Regions from separate parts of the Mus musculus genome. Here regions 1, 3 and 4 are each linked to region 2. A link is a contact called in public HiCAR-type and promoter capture Hi-C data. All regions are on one chromosome and are shown on one strand. The core of a region is the stretch at or near the end of the contact, and the rest is flanking DNA. Distances in the headings are between cores, read along the strand shown. Region 1 overlaps Zfp536 (zinc finger protein 536). Region 2 holds the start of E130304I02Rik (RIKEN cDNA E130304I02 gene). Region 3 has its middle 9.0 kb from the start of Gm30483. Region 4 holds the start of Zfp536 (zinc finger protein 536).

Region 1 (2,700 bases), core at 144-2,643, 1.8 Mb before region 2:
AGGCAGTATTTAGCTTCTTGTCTACGGCACATCACCGGTGGCCTTGCATGGGGATAGATTTCCATTCTCATACTCTGGATTTGATTTCATCTTTAACCTTTGCAGCTGAGTTTCCTTGACCTCCAAGTATGGCTGTGATTTTCTGAATTTGTTACATTTTGCTTTACATGGTTTCTTTCTCTATTTCCTTTTTCTCGACAGGGAGCTGGGGCCCACCCCTCTGGCCATCTTTCAGCAACCAGAGCATCTTTTCCGAGGAACATTCTTACTAGACTGACAGTCCTTAAGTCAAGCATGCAGTGAGGGTGTTAAGGTAAGTCTCACCCTACTAGAGCTGTCTGCCTGGACACTCCTCACTTCTTCCTGTTTGCCCTGTTGAGCTCACACAAATCCAATTCAAGCCATCTACTGTGCACCCCAGTCAAGCATCTCCTGGCTACTAGAGGAGGCACCTACACCCACCCAGTAAAACCATCGGCTGTGGCTCCTGGGGACCAGCATCTCTTTGAGGTTGGGGTGGTGGCGGTTTAAAACAAAAGTATCCGGAAGACCAATGTTCTATTTTCTCATGGCGCTTCACCCCCGATGTTGTGTTTTCTACTCGGTTGCTTAATTCCTTTCTGGAGTTTTCTTCCGAGACAGAGATGAGGCTCCAGCTCAAAATCCTGAGGTGCTGTTCGTGTTTTTCTGGTTCCAAGAGAAGTGCTGCTGTTATTTTGAGTAGTTTTGATACAACCAAATCAAAGTGAAGATTTGAAATGGCTTTTCTGAAAGCCCAAGCTGAAGTCATAAATTATTCTGCACCGCGATTCTTTCTGATAGTGAAACCGTACCTCTGCCTGACATTGCTGCAATGGGAGAAAGTGAAAGTTAAAAATAAAATGAAACATTTAAATCTGGGCTGTTGAGAAGCTCAGATAGACATCAAGGCCAGTCGATAGAGGCTCCTATCAATTAGACTTCCACGCTTATCATTCCATATTGGCTTATTAGCAATTGCCTGGGTTCAGGGTTCCAGGATTAAGAATGTGAAGGGCTGGGGGGCGGAAGGGAGGCGTATGCGAGGAAATAGCAACCTGTGAAAAGGCCAGGTCTGTGGCTTCCTCTATTTGCAGGAGGCTGGGGACAGGCTGGTGGTGGCATGGAGGCCTTGTTGTGATTCTTGCGGGAGGAAAATGTCTACAGTGAGAAGGTTGGAAGTTTTCCCTAGCCTACCCCGTTATTTGAGTCGGAAAGTGTTGATTTCACACCGTGCTGAGTGTTTTCCCGCAGCTTCTTAGTGGGTGTATTCTATGTTGAGAAAAAGGAGCAGTTAACGAAAGCAGTAGTGGGGGCCATCAGAGGCCTGGCAGGCCTGTGACTTTGCCGATCCCAAGGTGCCCTCTAGGAGAGGGGTGGGCAGCTCAGGAGCTCCAGCCTAGAGCTTGCAGACGGAGCTTCTGGCTGGGTCCCTCCTCGGCATATCGCAGGCGGGAACAATTTTTGGTTCTTTTGCTGCTGGGTTGGGAAAACAAGCCCGTGGTTGCCAGTAAGGTTTGGAATCTGCCTGCCAGATAAGGGAATGTCTGTGAAGACTATTTTCCCTCTTGGGAGGCAAAACACAGATGGGGGAGTTCGGAGTCTAACAGCATTCAGCTGCTACATTGATGGTAGGAATTCTGCAGTGTGGATGCTCATGGTATCCGAGGGCCAGGTTTAGCATCGCTGCCGAGGGCCGCTGGTAGGGAGTTGGTGGGACTGGCTGTTGAGAGAACAAGTACGTAAGCTTGTTCAGAAACATTCAGTACTCTGTGCTTCTTGGGGTAGGAGAGGAAGCAACGCCGCCATGCTGGGCACTTCCGCCATGCTGGGCACTTCCGCCACGCTTGGCACTTCCGCCATGCTGGGCACTTCCGCTATGCTGCCCACTTCCCCTTTGACTCCCTTTGGCATGGGATATGAAAGAGAACAAAAATGAACTACCTAACCGAGTGCTCCCTACACCCCCAACCCTGCCTCCTGCGGACAGACATGAAAGGAAGGCCATGGGTTTCCCCTGAGGGAGACACACACCACCCCTAGTTTGGGCGGCTTTCATACTGTAGGACAGGCAGCGTCTTTTGGCTCACCAGGTTTCCCAGCACTAAGGCACATATTTGCAGCTAGTCACTGGACTAAACTTTGGGCTTCCTGGAACTTAAAGGACAATCAGGACTGTCATATGCAGGAGATATGGTCAATAAGGAAGCCTGAAGTTGCAGACTCCATTGATCCCAATACTCTGCCTAATTCTTCCTACATGTATGTGCCTGAGAGTTTATGAGTTTGGCACAGAAAAAGAGCGACAACAGTAACTAATACGAAGATAAAACAGTGCCAGCAATGTCTATTCATAAATGCCATGCAAATGTGGTTTCACAGGCAGGGGACTGAGGTATGTGCGGTCTATGGTGTAGACCATAAGCAGGTATGAGGATTTTTTTTTTCTGGGTGGGAAATGTACACCTTGGGATGACTTGAGAGATGTGTGTCATGTGACCAGGAAGTCAAATTGAAACTTTACTTTCAAGAACAGATTCTTTTTTTTTCCAATTTTTTAAATTATGTATTTATTTCATTTACATTTCAAATGCTATCCCAAAAGTCCCCTATACCCTCCCCCCTCCCGCTCCCCTACTCACCCACTCCCACTTCTTGGCCCTGCCGTTCCCCTGTACTGGG
Region 2 (2,700 bases), core at 134-2,633:
AAAAAAAAAGAAAGTATTTTTGACCCAGAGCCAGCACTGCCTCTCATCAGACATACGGTTAGGACCTCTACATTTTTCAGCATACGATGCCTGAAAAAAATAATAGCTCCAATTAGAGCCTGGTATGGTGGAGACACATCTACTCTCCCAAGCTACCCTGGAGGGCTGAGGCAGGAGGTTCACAACTTCAAATGTCTGCCTGGGCTAACTACATAAGGAATTAGAAGCCAGGATGAGTTGTTTCAGGAAACTCAATAGCTCAGTGGAAGAGCATTTATCTAGGAGGTATGTGGTTCAATGGGTAAAGGTACTCGCTGCCAAGTCTGAAGGTTTGAGTTCAATATCAGAACCCATACCATGGAAGGAAAGAACAGACTCCTGAAAATTCTCCTCTGACCACAAGTCTCCACAAATAACAATAAATAAATACGTAGATAATATTTTGTGTGTGTGAATGGCTTACTTATCTGTATACCTGAGCACCATGTGTGTGTCTGGAGTCTGTGGAGGTCAGAAGAAGGCCAGAGCTTCTGAGTCCCTGGAAGTGGAGTTACACATGGTTGTGAGCCACTGTATGAGTGCTGGAAACCAAACCTGTGTCCTCTATAAGAGCAACCACGGAGCCATCGCTCCAACCCTCGCTCCAGCCATCACTCCAGCCATCGCTCCAGCCCTCGATAAACTTTAAAAAAAAAAAAAAAAAAAAAAGTCCAGCCAGATTCACAAGCACAAGGATGTAAAGAACGATGGGGTAAATGAGGGGATGAAGAATGCCCCAGCAGGTTGAGGCCACAGTGGATATCAACTGAGTTCTAGACCAACACCAGCTCTGACAGGACCTGGATGGCCACAGCATCTGCCCAGAGCCTTAAGGCCCTTTCTGCCAGAGGGCGTGGTCTGTGGTGGCTCCACCCCACCACAGCCCCGCCCACGCCGCGCGCCTCCAGGCTCACCTGACCGGCTCGCCGCTCACGTGATCTGTCTCGGCGCCGCCATCTTGGAGCCACGGCCGAGGAAGGGGCAAAAAGGGGGAAAGAGAGGGAAAGGAGTCGGGAGCGAGGCGGACGAGGGCGAGGGTACGGTGGGGTCCCGGCCGGCCAAAGGAGGCTCGCAGGAGCAGCAGCCCGCCGCCCGACCGCAGGTACCGCGCCCCGGGCCGCCCCTCCGCTTGAGCGCCGCCGGCCATGTGCGGCCTCGCTGGTGACGCCCGCTTCCTCCTCGCCGGTGACGCCCGCGGCACTGCCACGCACCCGAGCCTGAGCTCCAGGGCCCTGTGTGTACTGTCGTCCCTCTGTCGGGCCTGTGGAGACCCCGGGCCCGCCGTGCCGCTGGGGGTGGGGGTCCCGTTGCTCCCCAGGTCCCGCTGAAGCGCCTTTGCCTTCTGGAGACGTGAAAGCGCTTAGGCCAGCCAGGATGGAGCTTAAGTTTCTTTAATCCCCCGTCCTTTAAGCACTGCGTGGTGTAGGAAATGCCAGCGCAAACGAAAAATAGCAATCGTGGCCTCCCACACGTACACATCCTCTGGGATTGACTGATCTTTCCAGAGATCGCTGAGACCATTGGTGAAAGTGCCCACCTTTCCAGACCTGGGGCATCCCGATCGTTGTTTGGAGTCCGAGGCCTGGGTGATTAATTAGGTCCAGGCAGCCACCCCCACCAAAGGTTGCTGACAGTGGACAGGAATTTGCTTTCAGTCTACATGGCCCAAGGCAATTACTGGATTTACCCCCTTTTCTGTCTGAGTTTGTACTTTCTACTCTACTGGTCTGATTCTGTGTATGGATTGCTATATTGATTAAAAAGAGAAAGTTTGACCCTTCATTCCTTTACCATGGTAACTCTGGAAACTCGGAGGATGCCCTAGCGGTGTACTAATTTTACTTAACTGTAATCGCTAAGTTACTTTCTAAGGGAACCGAATAAGCCTACTTTAAAGCAACAATAGGAAAACAGTAGCCAAAAAAAAAAAGGAGGACCAGGGCAGGAAACTGCTTTGGAGAATATATAGGTCAAGCCACGTTGTCGCATCTTTTCATGGTACTCTTCTGCCCACTGTGTTTGACTAATTTACATAATCACCCCTTAGGCTGTAATTTCGGTTAAAGTTAGAATAGCAATATGTCATTTATTATTCCATATTGGTTAGAAAATTATGTCAGTAAAAGCAGTAGTTTGCTGAGTGAATTACTTACATGGAGGGGGAGGTTTAAAATATACAATTGTTAGAAGTTTTCCAGGCTGATTTGTTTTAGCTTCTGCAAAATCCTCTACTTGTTAAGTAAATTATGTAAATTTGCCTCACACAATTACATTGCATGAACAGCTTTCCGAAATTTCTTTTCAATGTTAAGTATTGGAAGTTTCTTCACTGCCGAAATAAGTTACTGTGTTTCGCCCGCCAATGGAGAGACGTGTTTGATGGTGTTTATTTCCTTCTTGGCCACAGCTGGATTGTGAATATCGATCCAGGAGACTATCTGTTTCAGAAATTGATTGGAAAGACACTGGCTCTGCCACTAACAGCCATGTAACCTTGGGTAAGTCACTTACATCTCACTGAGATGCCTTATTTATAAACCGCCACCACTGTGACTGGACCCACAGAACTCTGAGCAAACGAAGCTGTTTGCTGCTGCCTAGCATCCATCCGGTGCTGTTACTTGATCATGCTCACCTTGAGCATGGAAAGGGAAATCGGTA
Region 3 (2,700 bases), core at 27-2,526, 1.5 Mb before region 2:
GTCTCACTCGCAGCTCTGCTCTGTCTCAAGGCTCTGTAATTTGGGAAGGTTCTGTGCTAAGTAATTTGTGAGCCTCCAAACACACAGGTTATTGTTTGTGGACAGATGGCACGTTGCGTTTTATCGCTTTTCCTTCTGTGGGTCCTCATACGCAGGACTAATGTGCATTCGGAAGTCTTTGTCTCCTGGCTAAAAATCTCTAATCTAAAACAGGCAATCAAGTACAGAGGCAGAGGTTTGGAGGCATAATCAGAGTTTTAAAAGCAAAGAAGAGGAGGAGGGGGGGGGGAGGCGGGAACCAAACTGCAGTCAGCACACAGATGTGTGTGTGTAGAAGCCGAGAGATGATCGGTGTGTTAAAAGTGGACAAAATTACCAGGGTTCTGAAACGCAGAAGCTGGGAGAGAGTACCCCGTCTTAGCCTTGGCCGGCACCTGGGCACCGTCTGGCATCACCGGAGTGTGGCCTCGGCTGACTTGCCCTCCAGAATCCGGGGGTCTTTGTTTCTATGTGCAGTGTGGTCATAGCCGTGGTGGGGCCTGGGAGGGCCCCTTTCTAGAAGCTTCAGCCACCCTCCCAGTTAAATCAATGTTGGTACCCAGGAAGGAACTGCGCCAGAGGAAGAAGTGCACTCCTCTTTTCTTCCTATGGAATTTTTCCCCCTTTTTTTATTCTGAAGATAGAATCACTGTTTGTAAGCATCTGAAAGTCATTAGAAGCTCCGCAGTCTGTCAGGTGTCGACGCAAGAAACTGCTGGAATCAAACGGGTGCCTGCACCCAGGGCTGGGGATTTGTCATGTGCTGATGAGGAGTTATAATAATATATGAGCAAATCACAAGCATTCTGCAAATTAATCAAATTCTTTTCCCCCCTTCTCCCTTGTCTCGGGGAGAGTGGCTTTGCAGGCAGACGTAGGTGAAGCAGCTCCCGCTCACAGATGGTCTCTCTGGCATCAGATGGAATTTATGTAACAGTAATTCTGAGTTCCTGCCAAAGTAGCAGTGAGCACACCAGGGAAGATTGTAGAAGGCGAGTCATGTGGCTCTGCTGAGGTTGTTGTGGGAAGTTTAAGGGGGGAAATCTCGAATTTTCTTTTACTGTTTTTGCCTGAAGGGCCAGAAACGGAACGCCATTCTGCCATGGGCGAAATCCGTCACATCTCTCCTTGCCGCCTGCACTGAAACGAGCGCTTCGCAGCTGTTACAACTGCTGGCGGGTGACAGAGCCCCAGACCCGATCCTCGCCCTCCCAGCTCCTTACAAGATTGAAAGGGGAATGGGTTCACAAGGTGGGCGCAGCTACACGCTAAAAGAGGCCGGCCTCTCTCGCCTACGCGCGCGCGCGCCCCTCCCCTTCGGCTTCCCCTGGCATTGAAAAAGACCTACCAGGGCTTTTTCTTTTCAAGTGTTTTATTAAATGAAGAGTCTAACAACCCTCACTTTAATTACACACGGGCTTCGTTTATAATTCCCCTGGATTTATTCAAGTAGTTGAAAACGACGGTGCTGGTGATTAAACCGATCCTGTTAGTTTAGCAGGGTGTTGGTGTGTGATGTGTGTGTCACAGGGTGCTTGTGTGTACCTGCGTGTGGGTGCTTGTTCTGCGGCCTCCCTGTGCTAATGACGCCCTTATCCTGCCTTTACAACTGCCCCTTTGGGAAATGTCATCTTGTATGGGACAAAAGGACATAGGAGCTGACTCTCTGGATCCCCTGCGTTGAGGGACCCTTTCACGCTATAGGGAGATTTTTTTTTTCCTTATGCAGAGGGAAAAATCATAGCAAGATGGCGTGGAGGAGGCTGCATTATGCAATGGAAGTCCTAGTGCTGTGGCTTTGGGTCCCTCCCGTCCCTCCCACCCCCACCCTGCCATCCTAATGTAAAGCCCTGCCCATTTGTTTTGGTTTACGTGACTACAGAGAAATAAGTGGATTAGAGAGAAACTTTTGCATGCTTCATTGCAGCTGGATGCCGACATCTGTCATTCCTCAGCCATCTTCTGGATCATGCCAGCAAGGGAGAGCAAAGTCTGACACCTTTGATTTTTAGAAAGAGCCTTTTATTAGGGGGAAGAAAAGAGAAGAAAGGAATTGTGTTTCTTTTGTGACTCCATGAGAGAGGGGTGGGGTGGGGAGATAGCTACCTTTCTGAGGGCACCATTCATTCATTCATTCATTCATTCATTCATTCATTCATTCATTCATTCACTCACTCACTCACTCATTCATAGGCGTGCCACAGTAGCAGCCAGCAGTCTGAAAGTTTATGTTTCTGTCTTTTTTCTACACCATTTTCCATTGTTCCAGAACTAGTTGCAGGGAAGGGAGCACGCTAGGAAAATGCAGATTTCAAAATATCATGTCCATACATCTCCCGTGGATGAAGGCCCCGGGGGTGAGTAACCAGCAGGCATGGATTCCTTTAAGGAATGGGGTGTCTATAATTCTCTATCACACATTCTCTGACCTCAGGACCTAGAATGGCACTGCAGCTGGCAGAAGGTGACCCCAGTTTTTAGAGAGGTGCCATCTACAGGGTTCCCCCAACACACACCCTACAGAAATCGTGCTAGTTTTGATGAGTGCTGTGTGTAAGTTGTGGATTATCACAGGTAATCTTGGAGAACAACTTCTGGTAGACTGCCTCCTTATTCACTGTATTAGAGCTGTCCCTCCCTCTGACCACTGTGTCTTTTGAA
Region 4 (2,700 bases), core at 3-2,502, 2.0 Mb before region 2:
AGTTAAGTGGCCCCCATTTTTCACTCCCGGTTTGTGAGTCCTTCCTGTTTGTCCGCCTCTTGGTGAGCGCACACTCAAGTCCCCGAGTTCTTTCCTGGAAGGATGCAAGCCTGGAAGGCTGGGGTCGGTGCGGGCAGAAGCCAGGGGCTGGGGCCTGGGAGGAGCAGGGCGGGGTCCCGGCCTGGCGCGCGGGTGGCAGCGGTGGCCGGGTTTTGTTTGCAGGATATTGTTTTGTCTAACGGGTGCCTCGCAGGAGACGTGATTCGTCAGCCGCCTTAGTTTTCACTTGAGCGGAAAATAACGGCGGCTACGTGCGGTCCCTGCCTGCGGGGCTCGAGCGCGCTGTGCGTGTGCATCCTCTGAGGTGCGCGCGGGTGGGCGGCCCGGGGCACCGGCTTTAGGACTAGCGGGCTAGCAGGGTGAGTGCGCGCCGAGCTGGCCTTGGGTTCCTCCTGCGCTTCTCTGGGCAGTCGCCGCCGCCGCTCTGCAGTTTAGCAGAAATCCGACAGGGGCCGCGTTTGCTGAGCGCATCCGGCCGGCTGCAGCCGGAGCGGGGCCGTGGGGCCAGGCCTCTCGGTGTAGACGTTGGGAGGGGGCCGGTGGGTAGTGGTGGGGGCAGTAGACTGGGAGGGGCGCGGGAAATGATCTTGGCCGGAGCGAGCACAGCTCCCCTGTCCCTGCTGTCCCCTCGTGTCCACCGCGAGTTGGGCATCCCCGCGCGCCGGGGCCTTGGCTTTTCCCCCACGGTCCCTAGGTCTCCAGGCAGGGCTTAGGTGAACTTGGGGTGGGGTGTGCTTGCTCATATGTGTGCGTGCGTGTGTACGTGTGTGTAGAAAGGGAGCTTAGCGTGGAGACCCTGGTTTTCTTTCTCAGTTTTTAACAACTGGATTTTGACTTTGAGACCAGCTTCGCTCACTGCTTGGGCTGGGAGGGGGGCGATCTTTCCCCATCACTCACATCTTTGTTCATTGTTCACTGAGTGCAAAGCAGGCGACTTAAAGAGAGGAAAAAGGAGGGAGAGAAAGAGAGAGGCAGAAGAGGGGGAAGAAGAGAGAAAGAAGAGGGGCGTGGGGGGCACATCAGTGTCCCCTCCTGGGTCGTGTTGGAGGGTGAAATAGTAAACCCACGCACGGAGGGTCGCCAGGAAAGTGGACATTACCGCTTTAATTAACTTCGAGATGCTCCGGCGGCGGGACCTGGCGTAGCCGTGACGCGCCCCCATAAATCTGCCGGGCCGGGGCTGCTCCAAGAACTCATACAGTAGCAGCGTCAGATTCAACGCGCGCCTCCCCCGGCCGGAGTCCATTTGCATAATTGGATTTTTTTTTTTGCCTCCTTCCTCCCTGAAACTTATTTGAAAACCCAAGTGAAAACCGCGACGACCTGCACACTCAAAAGCAAGTGCCAAGTAAGTGCCCTGCGGTGCCCTCCGCGCGCCCCGAGGTGAGGGCGCAGTGCTGGGGGCGAGTGCCCGGCCGGCTCGGGGAGAGTGTGCAGCGGGCGGGAGAATTGCATCTGCTGGGCTGGATGTTCGAGGAACTTTTTGTTTTGTTTTGTTTTTTTGCTGTTTTTTTTTTTTTTTTTAAACACAACTCCCAACCCTGTCTCTCCACTTTTCCGGCGAGGTGAGGTGACTGGGCCACGCGCATAGTTGAGGCGAGCCTGAAGAGGAGATCTTGGGGACACAGTTGAGAGTTGAGCATAGGGGTTCTTTGGGAGGGTGACGGGTCTCTGTCGCCGCCGCCACCGCCACCGTCGCTGCCGCGGCTTGGAGAGCTGAGCTGCGAGTGAGCGGGGTTGGTTGCCTGTCGCGCCGCGCCGCTGATGCAGTTTGTCGCCAAATGCCTCCCCCATTATTCTAAGGTTTGTGTCTCAGGGTGTGCGTGCGCTCGCGTGTGCGCCCCTGTGTTTTGCTGGGCTTTAAAAGGAAGAAAAGCAACCAAAACAAGAGTAGGAAGGCTTCCTTTCCAGTCTGCCTTCCCCTTCAGCGTCCTCTGTTTCTATTGCTTGAAAAAAATGGAGTGAGAGCTGTTTTGCCTAAGAGAGGGTCACCACCAACAGATTGACAATTCGGTTGGAAATGCTATCAATTCTACAGCAGAGATGTAGCTGCGGGCATGGCATGCCGGCTCCACCCTGGTCAGGGAAATGGCTTCACAATTTCAAATTGTTGAAAAAAATGCATACTATGTTATTATTAGTAGTATTATTTGCAGTGAGCAGGATGGAGGGGGAAAGTAGATTGCGTTGGAGAAGACTCCAGCTGTCTTTCCCATTTCTGGGCCTGCCTGGGAACTTGGCTGTGGGCAAGGCCCACCACCCTGCATGGCAGGGGCCTGAGACTCAGCTTCCAGCTCTGGGAGTTGCGGGGGGGGGGCACCTCCCCCCATAGCCCTTTGGCCTCTACTCTAAGAGAGCCTAGGGCTTTGGCTGAAGGCTGCTTTAGCTATGATGTCATCCTGATAGCGGTGCAAATGTCTCTTGATCTCACCATTACCCGCCTGGCTGAGTTGTTGGTAATGATAGCACTCTGCCCAGCTCCCCGACAATCAGGACACGGCGCCCTAGGAATTAGCATCCCCCACCCCAACCTGACCAACAAAGAGTCAGCTTCTGAAAGCATGGCCACTGAGCCCAGGTTTTGCATTGGAGGGCCTAACATAGACACTTAATGTGGTTGTCAGACTCCTGGACTGAGGG

Evidence for each region. Promoter capture Hi-C pulls out the DNA fragments that hold promoters and counts their contacts. HiCAR-type assays count read pairs that join an accessible place to other places.
Region 1: a promoter capture Hi-C map of hippocampal neurons shows a contact between it and region 2, with 7 times the contacts expected there. The contact joins the enhancer-like site here to the promoter of E130304I02Rik in region 2. A contact is called at or near these places in 5 of 39 promoter capture datasets (the 3T3-L1 cell line, cranial neural crest, frontonasal cranial neural crest and 2 more) and 3 of 115 datasets of contacts at active chromatin or transcription factors (embryonic stem cells, forebrain and large pre-B cells).
Region 3: a promoter capture Hi-C map of hippocampal neurons shows a contact between it and region 2, with 23 times the contacts expected there. The contact joins the enhancer-like site here to the promoter of E130304I02Rik in region 2. A contact is called at or near these places in 10 of 39 promoter capture datasets (the 3T3-L1 cell line, the HPC-7 cell line, cranial neural crest and 6 more), 5 of 484 Hi-C or Micro-C datasets (cerebellar granule neurons, cerebellum, embryonic retina and 2 more), 14 of 115 datasets of contacts at active chromatin or transcription factors (SST interneurons, cardiomyocytes, differentiating embryonic stem cells and 9 more) and 1 of 9 other capture datasets (adipose tissue).
Region 4: a HiCAR-type map of astrocytes shows a contact between it and region 2, with 7 times the contacts expected there. The contact joins the promoter of Zfp536 here to the promoter of E130304I02Rik in region 2. A contact is called at or near these places in 5 of 39 promoter capture datasets (cranial neural crest, embryonic stem cells, hippocampal neurons and 1 more) and 3 of 115 datasets of contacts at active chromatin or transcription factors (astrocytes, forebrain and stem cell-derived neural progenitor cells).

Annotation. Positions count from the first base shown.
Region 1 is chr7:37,647,299-37,649,998 of GRCm38.p6, reverse strand. Zfp536 (zinc finger protein 536) reads left to right here. Exons shown (of 6, transcript NM_172385.2): 3 at 202-313. Among named protein-coding and RNA genes, the nearest start is that of 4930505M18Rik, 21 kb to the left of the region's middle. Within about 2 kb of position 1,393, at least 13 of the 459 cell types and tissues checked have an H3K27ac peak or open chromatin away from gene starts, as enhancers often do. A contact at or near this core is called in hippocampal neurons, where this site is marked.
Region 2 is chr7:35,801,275-35,803,974 of GRCm38.p6, reverse strand. E130304I02Rik (RIKEN cDNA E130304I02 gene) reads right to left here and starts at 1,383. Exons shown (of 3, transcript NR_033567.1): 1 at 954-1,383. It overlaps Zfp507 (zinc finger protein 507), which reads left to right and starts at 986. Exons shown (of 7, transcript NM_177739.3): 1 at 986-1,141; 2 at 2,447-2,537.
Region 3 is chr7:37,335,612-37,338,311 of GRCm38.p6, reverse strand. It overlaps a transcript of Zfp536 not described here. Among named protein-coding and RNA genes, the nearest start is that of Gm30483, 9.0 kb to the right of the region's middle. Within about 2 kb of position 1,276, at least 96 of the 459 cell types and tissues checked have an H3K27ac peak or open chromatin away from gene starts, as enhancers often do. A contact at or near this core is called in SST interneurons, cerebellar granule neurons, cerebellum and 5 more, where this site is marked.
Region 4 is chr7:37,768,304-37,771,003 of GRCm38.p6, reverse strand. Zfp536 (zinc finger protein 536) reads left to right here and starts at 1,252. Exons shown (of 6, transcript NM_172385.2): 1 at 1,252-1,408.